Regions from separate parts of the Hordeum vulgare genome. Here region 2 is linked to region 1. Evidence: chromatin contacts called from public Hi-C data. All regions are on one chromosome and are shown on one strand. The core of a region is the stretch at or near the end of the contact, and the rest is flanking DNA. Distances in the headings are between cores, read along the strand shown. Region 1 holds the start of LOC123409943 (beta-glucuronosyltransferase GlcAT14A-like). Region 2 has its middle 160 kb from the start of LOC123410214.

Evidence for each region. Hi-C and Micro-C count contacts between places; a contact is called where the count stands out from the background.
Region 2: a contact with region 1 is called in a Hi-C map of leaf, with 2.7 times the contacts expected there. The contact joins the enhancer-like site here to the promoter of LOC123409943 in region 1. A contact is called at or near these places in 2 of 6 Hi-C or Micro-C datasets (leaf and seedling) and 1 of 1 datasets of contacts at active chromatin or transcription factors (embryo).

Annotation. Positions count from the first base shown.
Region 1 is chr7H:487,918,070-487,924,684 of MorexV3_pseudomolecules_assembly, reverse strand. It overlaps LOC123409943 (beta-glucuronosyltransferase GlcAT14A-like), which reads left to right and starts at 4,083. Exons shown (of 4, transcript XM_045102812.1): 1 at 4,083-5,235; 2 at 5,916-5,991; 3 at 6,060-6,175. The coding sequence starts at 4,626.
Region 2 is chr7H:488,135,602-488,142,132 of MorexV3_pseudomolecules_assembly, reverse strand. No RefSeq gene overlaps it. Among protein-coding and RNA genes, the nearest start is that of LOC123410214, 160 kb to the left of the region's middle. Within about 2 kb of position 5,147, at least 3 of the 3 cell types and tissues checked have open chromatin away from gene starts, as enhancers often do. A contact at or near this core is called in leaf and seedling, where this site is marked.

The DNA of each region.
Region 1 (6,615 bases), core at 2,834-5,333:
TTGAAGCCTCTTCTTTGGATTTCAAAAGATACACATGGCAATATCTACTGGAGTCATCAATTAACGTCATGAAATATTTCTTTCCACCTTTTGTCAAAACTCCATTCATTTCACAAAGATGTGAATGTATGAGTTCTAGTGGCGCAAGATTTATTGTTTCCGCAGTTGTATGAGACTTACGAGGTTTCTTAGCTTGCACACACACTTGACACTTAGATCCCTTGAAAATGGTGAAATTAGGGATTAAGTTAAACTTGGCTAGCCGCGTCATGCAGCCAAAATTAACGTGACAAATACGTGAATGCGATACATTTGATTCACTATTGTTGCAAACATGATTAACAACTTTATTACAAACATCTCACAATGATAGTCGGAATGAGCCTCCTGATTCATAAACTTTACCAACAAAAGTTCCATACTTGGATATTACAAATTTGTTGGGCTCGAAGACAAGCATGTAGCCATCTCTACATAGAAGAGATCCGCTAACAAGATTTTTATTGACGGAGGGGACATGATGCATGTTCTTCAATTACACGATCTTCCTTGAAGTGAAATTTAGATCGACGGTGCCAACAACGCGACCAGAAGCACTTGAACCGTTTCCCATTAGCACGGAAGTAGTCCCTCCGGTCTGATAAGAAGAAAACATGGAAATATCAACGCATACATGTACATTAGCACCTGTGTCAATCAACCAATCAGGGGAACGACATACTGAAAGAATAGTGGGAAGTATACAGTACCCAGCATCCTTCATCTGATTGTCAGCAATGACTACATTGGCAATCTTGTCGCCTTTCCCATGTTATCTCTTGTCATAATGGTTAGAGAAACTAGGAGCCCAGTGATCAAGATCTCCGCACACATGACAAACACCTTTTTTTGTCATCTTCTTCTTGAAGTTGGTGTGTTGTGAAGCCTTGTTCTTCCCATCAAACTTTTCTTTACCATCAAACTTGCCCTTGTTCTTGAACTTGTGGGGCTGGAAGTTTTCCTTCTATATTATATTGGCAGTAGAACCTCCCTCAATACCTCGAGCACGTATGTATTTTTCTCTTGCCTTTTGTTCCACATCAAGAGTACAAATGAGATACAAAACGGAAAACTCATGCCTCTTATTCTTCAGAGAGGTGGCAAAGTTCCTCGAGGAGGGAGGAAGCTTAGTGATGATGGCTCCAACAACAAACCTATCTAGTAACATCCAATTGAAGTGCTCAAGTTCTCTAGCAAATGATTGTATCTCATGAGCTTGCTCAACCATGGAGTGGTCCTTAGTAATCGTGTAATCATAGCATTGTTCCATTATATACAACTCAGTGCCAGCATCCGAGAACCCAAACTTGTCCTCGACTGCGTCCCACGTATCTTTGCCATTATCAATTGATGCATAAGCATCAAGTATGCTCTCACCAAGAACACTTGAGAGAGCAGCCTTTTACAAGGTATAGTTTTCTGAAAAGATTGTTCCTCCTGAGGATCAGGAACTCCTTATGGTTTGCCAATAGTGGCATCATAACAGCTCATGGTTTGAAAACATAGAACGACCCTCACACGCCACCTCCTATAATGCACACCCTCAAACATAGGAGGCCTCATGGAAGCAACAAAACCACTCGGGGTAAATTGCGTATAATAAGGTTTTTTATTTTTTTTTGGAAATATGAGCAATTTACCGAATGATTTAAAATAAATAAATGGTAGATAAACCATGATCATTGTATAAAAGTCAAGACTAGTCATGCAAACTTGAGGAAAGTAGGCCATAACAACAGAAGCAAGACTAGGTAGCCAATCTATTAGATATGAGGCAAATATCATCTCAACACGCGTGCTAGAAAAGAATAAATCTAGAACAGATACTAGACCAACAAACTATCGTAGGATCTCGAACAGTAAAGACACGAACACATACTAAGCAGCGGAAGTAGTATTAGCATTGGCGTTGGCGTTGACGTTGTTGTTGTTGGAAATATGCCCTAGAGGCAATAATAAAGTGGTTATTATTATATTTCCTTGTTCATGATAATTGTTTATTATCCATGCTATAATTGTATTGATTGAAAACTCAAATACATATGTGGATACATAGACAACACAATGCCCCTAGTAAGCCTGTGTTGTACTAGCTCGTTGGTCAAAGATGGTTAAGGTTTCCTACATCAACCGCGTTTCTCAATGCTTCCGCTTAGCGATCTACAAGGATATGTAGATGCACCCCCTCTCATAGATGTTCATCTCCATAGATAGATCTTGGGTGATCGTATGATTTTTTTTGTTCTCCATGCAACGTTCCCCAACAGTTGTCACCCATGTCGTCGAAGAGGTTGTCGACGTCGTGGAAGAAATCATCGTTGGGGAAGTAGTTGTCAGTGTTCGTGGCGTCCATGATGAAGAGGTCAGTAGCCGCGCAAAGTGCTCCCCAAAAACATTATCACCCTTCTCCCGTACATGATTCAATGAGGTGGATTTCGAAGGCCTATTGTCCCATACTGCGGTGCATACCGCAATCCGGAATGGGAAAGAACCTAGCAGTAGGTCAGAGCTTTGTAACTAGATGGCCTGAGGAAGCTGTTGGTCTTGTGTTTCTTATGGAGAGGAGCGACCTCTCTTATAGAATAGGTTGTGACAAAAGACAGAGCGAAAAGATGAGAGATGAAGCAAACAACTAGGAGCTGAAAGGTGCAACATTCGTATTCAACCCCTACTACAACAAAAACTTTTCACCTTCCGTGCAACCTTTCACATATCAGTCATGCATGGCAAAAATTTAGACGGCTCGGCTCATTCCAACAACCCTCGGCGTGACGAGGCGGATGACGGAGGAGGAACGCGCGTATATGTTTTTATTGTTCTCATGTTCATACATGTGGAGAGACAACCTTCCTTATAAAGAATTCCAACTCCTAATAAATTCACAGTATGGAACTAAACTTTTGTTTCACCTCTTGCCTTGCATGAATAGGTTGAGTGAGTCTTTATGATTTATTAGGAATTGTGAAAATGTTATTGGGTTAATCTATATATAGATCAAATTCCAACATAATAAAATAACAACTCCCAAATAATCTACAATAGCTGCCAAAGTATAATACTGGTATTAAATAATGTCGTTCTACTATATGTTTTTTCTTTTTCTCTATGTTTGGTTATAATACCTGTATTAAATTATGTCATTATATTACATGCTTATTTTTTTGGCTATGTTTGATTATAATACCAGTATTAATTACGTCGTTATATTGCATGCTTACTATTTTTGTCTAGGTTTGGTCTAAAATAACTGTCCTCGAAGGATAGAGTAACAACAAACCAACCCATGATTGAATAATTAGAGAAACGATGATCGTATTATTTTTGAATTTATTTTAAGGTTATCGTAGATGCGCATTCAGTAAGAAAAGACGTTTCTGTCGACAATAAAACGCCGACGGTAACTCTATAAATCTCAAGATGACATATTGGTCCAGTTTCTTGAAGATGCTCATAGGATAAGGAATGCCTATATGTGTTCGTAAGGATAAGCGTATGTGCATTTATATGAGCGCTTGCATCTGTTTGTGTGTAAAAAAACAACAACAACACCCAATTACTACCACCATTAAATTGTACTCCACTTGACGTCGGTGTTTCGATTAGAGCAAGTACAATAGTATAGCCAGCTGCTGGCTATAAGCCATTGCCATGTCATCTATAGCTCACCTTGTAGCCAACATGTATAATAGTTCATTGCAAAAGTGTAGTAGTTCTTTATTATATGGTCCACTTTTCATACTCATAAAATGCTTAGGAGCACGTGCTAGAGCTGACTCTGAGCTAAGAGCCTGCTTACCTTCTCTCTTCTCTTCTCATTCCTCTAACTAAACAAAAATATATTAGTTTATTCCTTATAGTCAGCCGACTCAGCTCTATTGTACTTGCTCTTATTCACATACTTATCCTCACGACCACCTTTGGAGTTGGAGAAAAAAGTGTAAATGCACTCTGACTGTAGTACTCGTATACAGTAGTATTTTATTTAATAATACTCCTATATAAGCTGGCCTAAGGATGGAGTGCAAACAAATCGAACATCGAAAGTTCATCCCAGATGAGAGGCATCTCCCCTCCCCGATTCGGCACCGAAATTCCAAACCCAGCTCCTCACTCCACTTCCTCCATCGGGCGGTGCGCATTGGCCAACCCGACTCGACTCGACTCAGCTCAGCTCGTCCGTCAGCAGGGACGCACGCACCAACCGGAGGGTTGCACGGTTTCCCCCGTAGATTTTGCGCTTAATTCCGCGCGACCTGCCTCCGCCCTCCTCGTCTCGTGACCCGCCAGCGCCCCGTCCACCCCTGCCCCTGCCCCTGGAGAGAGGGAAGAGAGAGAGGAGGGAGCGAGCGAGCGGTAGTCTCACCACCACCAGCACCACCCCACCCCACCCCACCCCCCACGACACGCCACAACACCAACACCAACCGTCGCCGGCCACATTTAATCCCGCACCACCGCCGCCGCGCGCCCCGGCGACTGATCCCCCACGGACGGAGCGCGATCCCGCCGGACGCCAGGCCGGAGGAGGAGAGAGATATCTATAAACATAGATTGACCGAGAGAGACAAGGGGGCGGCGAGGGTGCGATGATGGAGACCAAGCCGCCGTCGCCGGGGAGCGGGGGCGCATCGGCGGGGCCGCTGCACCACCACAGGCGGTGGGCGGCGCCGCTGCTCGCATCCGTGCTGCTCTCGTCGCTCCTCATCTCGGCCTCCCTCTTCTTCTCCTCGTCCCGGGCGCTGCTCCTCTCCTTCTCCCCGCTCCCGTCCGCGGCCTCCGCGGAACCGCTCTTCGTCGAGGCCAAGCTGCGGCAGCAGGAGCAGGAGGCGCACGCCCGCCCGCACCGCGCCGTGCCCAGGATCGCCTACCTCGTGTCCGGCTCCGCCGGGGACGGGGTCGCGCTGCGCCGGACGCTCAGGGCGCTCTACCACCCGGCCAACCGCTACGTCGTGCACCTCGACCTCGAGGCGCCCGCCGCCGAGCGCGCCGACCTGGCCGCCGCCGTGCGCGCCGACCCCGTCTACTCCCGCTTCCGCAACGTCAAGGTCGTCACGCGCGCCAACCTCGTCACCTACCGGGGCCCGACCATGGTGGCCAACACGCTGCACGCCGCCGCCATCCTCCTGCGCGACGGCGGCGATTGGGACTGGTTCATCAACCTCTCCGCCTCCGACTACCCCCTCGTCTCGCAGGACGGTAAGCGCGGGCAGATGCGATCTGCAACCCCCACCTCAATTCTGCGATTGGATCGCACTAACACACCACCTCCGATCCGAATTTCGCGATCTCTGCTCGCCCTCGTGCCGATTTCGGCGAGATCAAACCCACGTCGCGCTCACTGGAGGCTACCGGGGCTCCAATTTTCAAACTGGACGCCCGTGGTTATGTCGAACAGCAGTTCGGGGGAAAAAGACGCGATTTTTATACGCTTATTAATTGAAGTGCCATGTCTAGGTTAATTTATGCACAGTTGCTTCCACTGGTTTGGGGATTTGGTTAGATTTGATCACTTATGTCCGTTCTAGGTGGTATATGGGGGAAGCCACCACATCTTTGGGCGTTTCTTTCTTTATATGGATATATGGATGCTTCTGCTGGTCTCTTCTCCTGAACCCAATCCTGCTTCACCTTTCCCGTGTCGATCTACTCCTGTATTGGCTTGTTCTGGATTGTTCATGGGAATAAAGTGGGTCGTTCCAAATCCGATATCTGCCCTGTGCTCATCTTCCTTTCTGCTGCGGTGCCAACTTTGTTGCCATGCCTATGATCCCACTTGGATTTAATTAGTAGGATTTGTCTCTGAGGAATAAGGGACTGATGTAGGATTAACATAGCACAGCTCTCTGTTTATCTGACTTCTCTTGCATTATTTGCAGATCTGTTGTATGTGCTCTCTGGCCTGCCAAGGGAGCTTAACTTCATCGAGCATACCAGTGACATCGGATGGAAGGAGTAAGCATGGAATTTTGCTGTTATTTGTTCACATACAAGTTGTGCGGTGGCTAAATGTCTCTGTGTAGGTACCAGAGGGCAAAGCCTGTGATCGTCGACCCAGGCCTATATAGCCTGCAGAAGTCTGATGTTTTCTGGATTACAGAGAAAAGAAGTGTGCCGACCGCGTTCAAGCTCTTCACTGGTAAATGTTTCCTCCCTGATGGCTAATGCAATATATCAGCTATGTTGTTCATGTCCTTCGTTTTTCCGCACTTGAGTTGCTGATAATTACCGTGCATTTACATTCTAGTGTTATTTATCATTTAATTATTATTTCGTTGTGAAATTATGATCTACTATTACTGAGAGCTCATCCTATTGCTTGTTGAATTTTCTTGAGAGGCACGCAAAAGGAACACTTATATTTTACATCTTTGTGTTAAAAGGCTAACTCTTTTTTGGTAAGCATGAGCCATGATATGAACTCTTGTATGATAGGGTTCTTATGTTTTACTAGCTCAGCGTTTAAAACATTTAGGCTGCCCGTAATGGGAGTATCATAGGTAGTATCATGCATGCTAACTAGGCAATTTCGATGAGGTGGCATAGAATTAAATGAAGAAAGAGAGGGTTGAGTATCGT
Region 2 (6,531 bases), core at 3,898-6,397, 220 kb before region 1:
GGGGGCCTCCTGCATCGTGGCATCACATGCCACCTTGGTCGTGGGGTTGCTCTAGGCGACCGCTGCGGTCGCCGCCTTGGCCAACCGAAGACGGGAGACGTGTTCCTTCTTGAGCCGCGTTGTCATGGAATGCTTTACGACCAACTTCGCAACCACCTCGCCCACTGGGCCAGACTGGGCTACTGGCGGAAGATCGATGGTCTTGCTGACACAGAGAAGAAAAATAAAGGAGCACGAGCTCAAACACTGCAAACCAGAAATGAAAAGAAAAGAGCATGAGCTCAAATACCAAAAACCCTTACCCAGACACGAGGAGGAGTGGACGCCCGCTGCGCCTCGACACCCTCTACACCAGTAGTCGGGTGCCTGGTGGCAGTGCGGCCGACCACGTCTTCTTGGCGTCCGGGTAGATTGATTGCCCCTCGATCGGCCACTTGTCCCTCCATTGTTCCTCCGTCGTGTATTGACGGGCCGACTGACCCGCTGCCGGCTAGTGCCCAGCCAGAAGTTCCTTGCTCCGTCCTCGCCGGTGTCATTGGGGCAGGGCATCGCTGGGGCGGCTCTGCTATGACAGGTGGCACATCCACAATACGCACGTCATCATCGTCGTCATCTAGCAAGTCCTTCAAGATCACATGGGGGCGAGACTCACCGGCTGGCCCAAACCCGCCAACCGTGGTGCCAGCCAGTGCCTCCCCCACATCCTCCTCCTCCGCCTTTGGCACTTACGAGCCCCTGGAGGCGTCGGCGTTGTCTCCATCCATCTCGTAATCGATGCATCCGGAGTCCCTGCAGGCGACCACTTGATTATGCAGGTTTGGGCCATTCGACATTAGTTGCGGGCTAAAAAGCTGAAACGGGCGGGCGACCGCACATGACTCATCGTGTTAAAAATTAAAGCAAGGCAAAAGTGTCAGAACTTACCCCCGACATGGGAAAGTTGTGGCAGAACGGCTCCTTGCCGAACCACCAGTCATCCACCCGCAGCTTGAAGCCAGTGATGGCGTTGACCTGGGCAGATATCTTTGCTGACACCAGGTCGATAGTTGACAGCATGCATGGGTCCTTCCGGAAGCCCATGTCGCAAATACGATGCAGTCGCTCCTGCAGTGACATCACACAACAGGAGATGAAGGCTATTACCATATTTCGGGCATCATCCCCTCCAAGGCCTTGAGTTGCTAGAGACGGCTCAGGATCCCAATGATTTCCTTGGTGCATGTCTCGAGGATCGAGTTGGAGCCGGCCGGCGGCACATCGATGAACAGTGGGAGGTTGACCCAGTCATGCCCCTCCCCGACGCTCCACACATAGAAGAATGTACGCTGCCACTTCTTGAAGGATTCAATAAACTTCATGCGTGGGAAGAACACGTTCTGCCAGGCATACAACACCACACCCTTGGAGGCGTACGACACGTACTTGTTCTTTTGGGCATGAAAATGGAAGAAGGTATGGAAGAGAGAGGGCAAAGGCCAGAAGCCGAAGTACCCCACGCACAATGTTGCATAGTTGGCGAGGTACAAGATCGAGTTTGTCCCAAGATGGGTGATTTGGAGGCTGTAGAACTCCAGGAACCACCGCACGAAGCAGTTGGCGGACAGTCCGAAGTCGAGGTTAAAATGCATACCGAACACCACCCGTTCGCCGGCGCGCGGCGCTGATAATCCCTAAGTGCAAGGAATCATCGTAGCAATTTTCAAAGATGGAAGTGATAAGTATGGAGTGTCGAACCACAAGGAGCTAAAGGTAAAGAGCAATATTCTCTCAAATCCCGTCTGCCACTGATACAACTCTACATACGCCGAACTTTTGCTTCCAACTAGGAACAAGAAATAAAACTACGTTGTGGGTATGAAGAAAATAGCTTTCCATGACATCGGAGAACTAAAATAGAAAATAGGTGTTGTTATCATAAAGTTGGAATATATTACAATATATTACAAATAGCGAGTGTGGAATAATGTGGGCCGGTGTGCGGAATTGTCCTACGCAATTGTTAACAAGATCAGTAATCATTATTGCTATTTTATATGAGGGAGAGGCATAAGCTAACTTAATTTATCTACTTGGATCATATGCACTTATGATTGGAACTCTAGCAAGCATCTGCAACTACTAAAGATCATTAAGGTAAAACCCAACCATAGCATTAAAGCATCAAATCCCCTTTATCCCATACGCATCAACCCACCTACTCAGGTTTATGCTTCTGTCACTCAAGCAAACCACTATAAGTGAATGAATGTATTGCAACACCCTACAGTGGGAATCACTCACGCTTGCGTGACACGGAGAGCACCATAGGATATCACCAATAATAGAGCATGCAACTCAAACCAATCTAGATCATCAATCAACCCATAAGACAAAGGGAATCTACTCAAAACATCATAGGATGGCAATACATCATTGGATCATAATATATGGCATAAATCACCATGTTCAAGTAGGGGATTACAGCGGGGTGCGGGAGAGTGGACCGCTAAAAGAAGATGAGGATGGTGATGAAGAAAGTGATGTTGATGAAGACGATCACCGCGGCGATGGTTCCCCGGTGGCACTCCGGCACCATCGGGAAAGAGGGGGAGAGGGTCTCCCCCTTGTGTCTCCTCCTCCATGGTCTCCGCCAAGGTGGGGACAGGTTCTCCCTCTGATCCTTGGCCTCCATGGTGATGATGGCCCCTCCGTCTTCCTCCTCCATGGTCTCTGGTGATGGTGACCCCCTCCAGCAGGGTGCCGGAGAGGGCCAAGATTGGTTTTCGTGGCTCTGGAAGCTTGCGGCGGCGGAACTCTCGATCTAGGTTTCTTTTCAGGGGTTTCTGTATTTATAAGAATATTTGGCGTTGGAATCACGTCAAGGGAGTGCTCGAGGGGCCCACAAGCCAGGGGCGCGCCCTAGGGGGGCACGCCTTCGTGGCTTGTGGATGCCTCGGGACTCCTCTCCGGTATCTTTTTGCTCCATTATTTTTCATATTTTCCAAAAATATTCTCCATAAATTTTCAGCCCATGACGAAAACTTTTATTTCTACACAAAAACAACACCATGGTAGCTCTGCTGAAAACAACGTCCGTCTGGGTTAGTTCTAATAAAAGCATACCAAAATCATATAGAATTATTGTAAACATGGCATGAATACTTCATAAATTATAGATACGTTGGAGATGTATCAGGTGCCGACACACGCTCGCTCCCTGATGCACGAGTCTCCACCCGCTCCACCGACGGGGTCTTGCACGTCCGTCGGAGGTAGTCGATGTGCTTGTTGGTGATCAGCGAGCCCTCCCACGAACCGGCGACCGACGCTGCCATCTCCATATTTGTCGAGGTGGCGCGACAAAGAAGCAGATGGAGACACGTCCACCCAGCGGGTCGACCGTGAGGAAGTGCTGAAGGTGCGTGAAGGAAGGAGGGGCGGCAGTGAGCGTTGCGGGCGTGAGGAGGAAGGGAGACGGCGGCGAAGGACACCCCCGTGCTCGAACGATGGCGCAAGGTGGGAGATGAGGAGTGGGAGAAGAGTGCATGCGGCCTCGTCCTCTCTTCATCCTCCCCTTATAAAGGCCAGGAAGAAGTGGGGGCGTGTGATCAGTTATGCCTACACCCCCCACTAACTCGAGACATGCGTGCGCATTAATTGCGCACAGAACCCCAAACGACGACCCGCGCCCGCTGAAGATCCCACTCACGGGTCGAGGCCTAGCGGGCTAGGCCTACAGCAGCGTCCCATCACGCGAGTGGTGGTGGGCCCGTCCCCCTCAAATAGGCCACACGTGGCGCGTATCAGTCGACATCGTACCCGAAGTGACGTCGCGAGACCCCAGGAGCCGGGGCGCCAGCCGGTCGTCCGTGTCGGCCGCTCGTGCTCAATGTTCCGCCCACCGGCCCCCGAGGGACACATCGACTTCAACGCCATCTATCTGTGAGGAGAAGCCGCTGGCCCCCCTCGTTCGGAGGCCTCTGGACCCCAACGGCTTTGGGGGCTACTGACGGGGATATGGCCCGTGGGTACACCAAAGCGGAGGAAACCCAACTCCCAGATAGACGGGGATTTTGGGCCGGCTTGCCCCCTAGTCCGGCTCACGACAGGCGGCCTATCCGGCCGCCACACTGTTGGCCGGCTAGTGATAGCCGGCACGTCCGGCTCGCCCCAACGACAGCCGACGGGTCAACGCCCTTCCCATCCACCCGTACCAGCGTACGGTGACAAAACTAGACCCCGACGAGGGGCGTGCGCGGCTACATGACGCATTGACAAGCTCCGTGTGGCTACACGGCCTCATCATGCGAGCGAGCGAGGCTACAGGACCGCGGTCACGGCTGAGGCTGACTGGGTGAGTCGTCCCTGTAGAAAGCGTGCATCTACCTACTCCATGACGAGGGAGCACGCTGATCATAGTGGTGCGCGGCCGACAGGCTTGTGCTAGACAAGACCCGACAACCGGCGGGCCCCACGGCCAGCCTGAGAGGCTGGCGGCTGGGGCCCACCCCTCTTTTTCCCCAATATTGTAACCACCCGGCTACACTACAAAGCCGAACTCCAACCCTACACAGAGTGGTGGGCAAGCGAGCACTTGACGTACACCATATTACACACTACACACGCAACAAGGTTGGTAGCGAGAGCTCCATCTTCCTCCTCACAAACAGCTCAAGGAGCATCCTGTACTGTGACCACCTATAATCGCTCCGGCAGGATTAGGGGTTTTACCTCCATCGGAGGGCTCTGAACCTGGCTAGATCTGTGTCATGTATCCCGCGCCTTCATCTGTTCCCAGACACCGCCGACGCCCGTCGGTCCTAAACCACGATCCAAGTCATTCTCTGGCATCTGCCGTGAAAATACCATGACAATTGTCCTTCTAATCATTCAAGTTCGCAAAACAAATCGAATTTGCATGTGTTATGTTGCTGTTGTTCCACATGATGCATAACATGTGCACTTATACAATCTGAATATTATTTTCAGGTTGGAGATCTTCGGCTGTATGAAAGCAACATGGCTGGACAAGGCTCCTGCCGTGCGTTACACATTTTAACGGCAAAAAAGTAGCGGATTATTGTGCAATGACGCGATAACAAACTGGGCAGCCGATCGTGACTAGATAGCGGCTACGTGTCTGGCCTACATGTGGTACCGCGCGCAGGCGCGTCCACATCTGAGGCTGCAGGCCGAGGCGATGAGTGACTGGACGCTTAGGACACACACTGGACTCGCCCAGCACGATATTTCTCGAATGATTTGAAGATTGCTCACGATGCTGCCGAACTGTCACCTAGTATGATATAAAATATACAAATGGAGCACTTCATCATTTCTTACAACCACTGTCATGGGAAATAATTTACTCTGAATAGATGTTTTATGATATGTATAATGGTTGATAAAACAATATTTTAATTATGTCGTGTAACTTAGAAATCACAGAAAAAATGTTGTAAATGGTTAGTCTCTTAATTTTTTCTAGCTTCATAAAATATTATGAGAGATTAGTTGCTAGAAGATCATCTCTTAAATAAGGTAAGTCAAAGCGTTTCTTTTCTTTGTTCCTCTTCAGTTTATCTAGTTATTTATCCTATAGACATTGTTAAGATAGCACGATAAACAAATAAGATAAGGACGTGTACAATGATTAATAAAATAATTTTATTTAAAGCTTTGCATGTAATTTAAAGATGACAATAAAAACATGTTTACAACAGGTTATTTCTTAGGCTTACTTTTAATAACTAGTTATTTCTTAAAATGTGGTGAAACGTATTATGTTAAGAGATCATCTCTTAAATAAACAAAGACACATTTTTTTATGATTTTTCTTTTCTCAACCTCAACGTTTATTCTATACTACCTCCTAAAATAGCACCATTGTACATGTCCTTGCATCACTTCCTTCCGCAGAACGACGACCACATTGTCCCACTTAACCTGGAGATAATCTAGTGGTTTAAAAAAGATCATACTCACTTCCAAAATAGATGACGCTGAATTTTTAGATTTTTAGAAGTTCTGAGTGAACAGCGTTGTCCGCTAACTTTTGGGTACTACATTTATGATAATGTAATAAGGGCAACTCCAACGTCGACCCTCAAACCGTCCGTATCACGAAAGGCATCCAAGGTGGGTAAGTATCGGTTCACCGAGCGGTCGGGACGTGCTTTTTACAGCAAATTAGAGACAAATGCTGGCGGGGGTGGGGGCGGCTTTGCGGTAGTTTAGACAGGATAAACGTCACACTCTGACCCCCCCCCCCCCGGGGGGGCCCAACCAAAAGGAAGGCCGAGCCCATGCTTTTGTAGCAATCCATATTGTTTCCATGCCAAAATCCCCACTCCCTTCTTCCATTCCCCGCCACTCTCCACCCAATTCACGCCCTTCCACCACCCTCTCCTTCCTTCCTCCGCTGATGCATGGAACCGAAGGAGAACTTGTCGAAGATGGAGGTAGTGGAGGTGCCGGAGAATCTGAGCATCGTGCTCGCCTAGAAGACCGGCTCTGCTACACGGCAAACTCGTCGTGTCAAAGCAAAAGTCG